Regions from separate parts of the Mus musculus genome. Here region 2 is linked to region 1. A link is a contact called in public promoter capture Hi-C data. All regions are on one chromosome and are shown on one strand. The core of a region is the stretch at or near the end of the contact, and the rest is flanking DNA. Distances in the headings are between cores, read along the strand shown.

Region 1 (2,700 bases), core at 180-2,679:
CCAACTCAGCTTCCTAAATCTTAGTATGACACCCTCACTAATTTTTCAACTGCGTTTCACAGTTGAGCCATTTGTCTGAACACTTTATTTATAGGTTGACAATTCTTGGTAGCCTCAGGCAGCTTAGAGTGTCTTTTGTAACAGCAGGGACCCACCTCCTCCTTCAGCAAGCTGTTCTACTTGGAGGGCTTGTGGGAAGGGATGGGGAGCCCGTGTGTTTGGGCTTATGGACTCTGCAGGCTGTCTGGATTCTCTGTGGGAGACCGGTGCCTCTTGCCTGCTCCTTCCTTCCCATGAGGGGGTACATGAGCTTGCTAGGCAGATACTATTGAGCCCAAGGTATCGTGTTTAGAATTTTGCTGGGCAGGTATTATTGAGTCTGAAGATACTGCCTTTAGAGTTTTCCTGAAGTCCAGCCTATGAGGGCAAGAACTCCAAGCAACCACTCCTGATATTTACAGAGAAGACACAGTACAGAAAGGAAGGAGCTGTCGCTGGGACACAGATCGGTCCGTTACCCTATCTGCGTAGTTCCTTGGCCTGTGGGCACAGGTCTGCCATGCAGTGTCTGTGTGATCCTTGAAGTTTCCACATATGCTCGTTTGCTTCTGGTTATTCCAAGTTGGTTGTCTTTTGATCAGTTCTCCCACCCCTATAGGCAGGCCAAGTAAAAACCAATTCAATGACTCCTCTCTCAAGCCCATCGGAGAGAATGGGGATTTCCTAGAGTTTCATTTTTTTCCTATTGCTTCCCAGACACTGCAGGTCCTACTTCCTGTTGTCTTCTATAGAAGCTTCCCTCACCCCCATAGCTCAACAGTCATGTGACCTGCCCTTTCTCTCAATGCTCTCACCTGGATTAGTTTATCTTTTTTTAAAAGATCTATTTGTTTATTTATTTATTTGTTTGTTTATTTAATGTATATGGGTACACTGTAGCTGTACCGATGGTTGTGAGCCATCATGTGATTGCTAGGAATGAAGGTTGCTCGCTCCGGTCTGTCCCACTCACCCTGGTCAGAAGATTTATTTATTATTATATCTAAGTACACTGTAGCTGTCTTCAGATGCACCAGAAGAGGGCGTCAGATCTCATTACTGATGGTTGTGAGCCACCATGTGGTTGCTGGGATTTGAACTCAGGACCTCAGGAAGAGCAGTCAGTGCTCTTAACCACTGAGCCACCTTGCCAGCTCCTGGATTAATTTATCTTTACCATCTTTTATATGTGTCACTAACTACCCAACCCAGACTATGAATGGTCTGAGCTCCCTGAGCATAGAGATATCCGATTACTAAAACATGACCTCACTTGCAGGTATTAAAAATATTTATTAAAAGCTTAGGAAACCTCTACCTATGTGAGGCCCAGTGTCCACAACAACACTCTAGGTGGGGTTCATGACTCATCAAATAACTATGCTTTAGACTTACAGTTTTGTCAACTGATGACAGTTATGGGGAAATGGAAACTTGAGAAGCAGCTGAACTTTGAGAGGAGGCCGCCTTGACATTTGTAAGTAACCAGAGCCCAGTTCAAAGTGCTCAGAACTGAACTGAAGCAATGCATAGTCTCCTGGAGGGTCCAATTAACCAAGGGTCTTCCATTTAGTACACATTTGTTGGAATCCTCCTGCGTAGCAGAATCCATGGTGTGCTCAGGTGAAAAAAAAAATGTACAGGAGACACTCACCCCAGATGTGGGAAGCACTGTCTTATAGACTGAGACCCTAGACCAGATGCTGAAACAGAAAGCAATCTGAGAGTCAGGGACCATCTCTCTACTTCCTGACTGTAGATGAGGTGTGACCTGCCTCGCATTCCGCAGCTGTGACTTCCCTGCTGGGATAGACGGGCCCTCAAACCTCGAGCCAGAATAAACCCTTCCTTCCTTAAGGTGCTATTTTAGGTTTTTGTTTTGTTTTAATTCAAAACAATGAGAACATGGTATGTTTAGAGAGTCCTTTATAAGAGAATCCCCTAGTCTGTGGGCAGAAACAGGAAAGAGCAGTTTACCTTAGGAGATTTTAGTAGCCAAGGAAACAGTAAACCGCCAGGACTCGAAATAGGAATTTCAGAAAGTACTCAGTCCAGGAAGATGTCTCAACCAGGAGCTCATGGGAGGAACCGTGTGTTCAGCAGGCATGAGTGTCAAGACCCGAGCCAGAGGTGAGATAGCGTTAGGAAGAATTATCTGCCAAGCCTGAAGAAGCCCAGCACTGTCTGACTCAGAAGAGCCGGTGCCAGCAACAAGGAGAGGGAAGGAGCAAGCAGAGACAGGCGAAGCAAAGGAAGAAACGTTGCCACATGGCCACGACGCAGCCCAGGGAGGAAATGCTCGTGCAGGAGGAAGTCTCCTGTGCAAACTCGAGATGTGGTGGCCTACAGCTGGAATCCCAGCGTATGGCTTGGGAAGACCGATGGGAGGGTGCAGAGGTGAGAGGAATGTTTAAGCTCAGAAGTTTGAGACCAGCCTACAGCATAGTGAAACTCCATCTGTATAGGAAACCAAAGCCAACAGTCAGGCTCCAAAGATACGGCTCAGTGGTGAAGAGTGTGTACTGGTCTTCAAAGGTCTCGGCTTCAACTCTGAGCATCCGCAACAGATGCACCCAATGCTTGTAACTCAGATGCACAAACTGCCTGTAACTCCAGCCTTAAGGGTATTACCTTCTTCTGGTCTCCACAAAGTGCTCTCTC
Region 2 (2,700 bases), core at 9-2,508, 240 kb after region 1:
TACTACCAGAACCGCAGGTGTTTCTGGGTTCTTACCGTTTAAGGATAGTTTTCAAAGAAGTTGACAGCAGAAAACTTTATGTGAATGGCGAGGGGTTTGGAGGCAGAATAAAATTCATCTTGGACTATTTATGCCTGTTAGATAAAACAAATTAAAGAAGGCCATCGGAACAAGTGCCAGTAGTCATCTACAGCTAACTTACCACTATTCGTCTGCCTACGTTACTGCCAAACAAAGACAATAACCCTGAAATGACCTGTACAGTCTTCACTCTTTCTATAAAACTACCTCTTTTTTTTTTTTTTTTTTTTTTTTTTTTTTTTTGCCCAGCCCGTGGGAGCGCTACCTTATGCAATGAAGTGTCTTTTCTAGAACCCCTTTGGAGCATTAAACTAAACTGCTCCAATCGTGTCCTATGACACTGTTGAATTCTCAAGCTGTATTTTCTATTACAGAATTTGTTCCAATAGCAAAACGGACTAAACAAAGTTGATAGGTCCATTGCTGCTACTACCGAGGCAACCCGAAGAAAAACATATTTGAAAAATTAGTTAATGTCTTAGCTTAAAAATGCATGTTTAATGCAAAAAATGCCTTGAGAGACAGCAGCGCGCGTGGATCCTGGCAGAATCAGACTCTTTCCAGTTTTAGAAAACATTTTTCTTACGGAGGGAACACCGACCTGATTGATAGATGCCTGGTTTTATTTTCATTTCCATTAAGATAGTTCTCAACAGTCTTGGTTCTTTTAATTTCAAAGTTCACCTTTTCTTTCCTCTTTTGGAGGTAACTTCTCATTTCCTGGCTTGGGATTTGGCATTCTGTGCTAAAATTGCTTTTTAGCTAAAACCTGGGAAGCTGGGTGTGACCATGGCAGCTGCTGACACGAGAACAGAATGGTGGTTTTTACTTAATCTGCTCTTAGGGAGGGCTGTATAGGAATCCGGGCTAGACCACGTTGGGTAGGTTTCAGCAGGCCAGGAAAGCAGCAGACAGAAGGTCCCAGAAACTGAAGCAAGCCTGTTTACAGGCTGGCGCAGGCGTACGGCGTACGGCGGCTGCGCAGGCTCCTCTACTGTCTCCCACCCCCACCCCGCCTCCAAATTAGAGAGGGGAGAGGAAAGGCGGGCGGCCCAGGGTTTCTGGACTTTAATTAACTACGCTCCGTGGGAGGTCTTACCTATAGAAAGCTAGTGCTGCTCACTTGTCCCGGATATGTAGCACTTTCAGCTATGTGGGTCGGCGATCTCAAGTAAAGATGGACTTGGTCACCGGGTCAGTCCCGCAGGACCAAAGCCGCGCCCAACTTTGCATATGCTAATGAAGCCCCCAGGTCTTTGATCCGGAGGCTAGAAGCAGAGGTCCCTCAGCCAGTTTGTAAAGCGCTAAAAAAGTGAAGCCAGTACCTGAAGAGAGCAACCTCAAGCAATGTGCTGACTCTCCACGTCAACGTAGTAGGGCAAGAAGAAGGGAAACCAGGTCTGATCCTCTGCTCCATTTGTCTCTTCCTATGAATTCGTTTATTTCAACTAACAATCAGGAGAAAGGTAGACTGTGATTTCCAGTTTGCAAACGAAGAAAAGGACTACTAAAGAGGCAGAGCTGTTAGGCTTAGAGAGGCATAGCTTTCGGTTAGGACATTCTGGCCTCAGAGCCAAATTTATAAGCACTGTCCCTCCAGACCCCAACGTTATGGGCGGGTGTTTTCCTGGCGCTTTAAGAGTGTTTTGGTACAAATAGTTCATATTTGGCACAAACGGTTCCCAGGTCCTTGTGCCACAGGTATGTTCCACTGAGCTATATATACCAGCTCCCAAAGGCTTTTAAATTTAACTTTACTTATTTAACATAGATTTCCTACTGGTTAAAATGGAAATACTTAAAATTTTAAAAATTAATTTAGGGAAGTAAACAATAGTCCTCCAAAGAAACACTGCTTGACTTTACAGCAACCCCAGCAAGCAGAAATGACCTTGGTTAACAGTCTTGAACCTCCGCACCTCTACTTTGGATTTTCCTCCTGCCTCCCCACCGTGGTTTATGTAAAGGCTGCCTGTGAGTGTGGAGCCACGCCTTGGGTGTGGGAGAATTCTGTGCATTGGGCAACACTGTTTTAGCAAAACTGGCTCTCCCAGAAAGTGTGTGACATAGTTTGAAAGGTGAAAGGTAGTGTCGTGGTCTGCTCCATACCCATCAGTGAGAGACAGATTGGGAGAAGTTACTCTGAATCCTGTGTTGGAAAGGGTGAGAGTAGCCACACAGGAGGGGCTAGCCATGCTTACATAGTTACTGACTTGCATGTGGCTCTTGGCAAATTTCTGCACTCTTCTCCACATTTGCATGTAAGAAAATCACACTAAAAATCACTTATTAAGAAGTTATTAATTATATATAATTATATATTTTAAAAATATATAAAAGTATAATTATATATGCTATGTATCTGTCAGTCACTCCTCCAGGTGGTTTAACTCTATCGATGCTAACCTTTTCTTTGTGGAAAAGATCTCCCAGGAACAAAACACCCATGGAAGGAGTTACAGAGACAAAGTTTGGAGCTGAGACGAAAGGATGGACCATCTAGAGACTGCCATATCCAGGGATCCATCCCATAATCAGCTTCCAAACGCTGACACCATTGCATACACTAGCAAGATTTTGCTGAAAGGACCCAGATGTAGCTGTCTCTTGTGAGGCTAT

What was found. Promoter capture Hi-C pulls out the DNA fragments that hold promoters and counts their contacts.
Region 2: a contact with region 1 is called in a promoter capture Hi-C map of trophoblast stem cells, with 4 times the contacts expected there. The contact joins the promoter of Slc19a3 here to the enhancer-like site in region 1. A contact is called at or near these places in 18 of 39 promoter capture datasets (the 3T3-L1 cell line, 3T3-L1-derived adipocytes, the C10 cell line and 11 more), 5 of 484 Hi-C or Micro-C datasets (the HPC-7 cell line, cranial neural crest, differentiating embryonic stem cells and 1 more), 5 of 115 datasets of contacts at active chromatin or transcription factors (embryonic stem cells, pancreatic cancer cells and stem cell-derived neural progenitor cells) and 3 of 9 other capture datasets (adipose tissue, liver and pancreatic islet).

Annotation. Positions count from the first base shown.
Region 1 is chr1:82,794,007-82,796,706 of GRCm38.p6, forward strand. No RefSeq gene overlaps it. Among named protein-coding and RNA genes, the nearest start is that of Gm34286, 14 kb to the right of the region's middle. Within about 2 kb of position 1,430, at least 121 of the 459 cell types and tissues checked have an H3K27ac peak or open chromatin away from gene starts, as enhancers often do. A contact at or near this core is called in adipose tissue, pancreatic cancer cells and trophoblast stem cells, where this site is marked.
Region 2 is chr1:83,037,190-83,039,889 of GRCm38.p6, forward strand. Slc19a3 (solute carrier family 19, member 3) reads right to left here and starts at 1,259. Exons shown (of 7, transcript NM_030556.2): 1 at 1,181-1,259.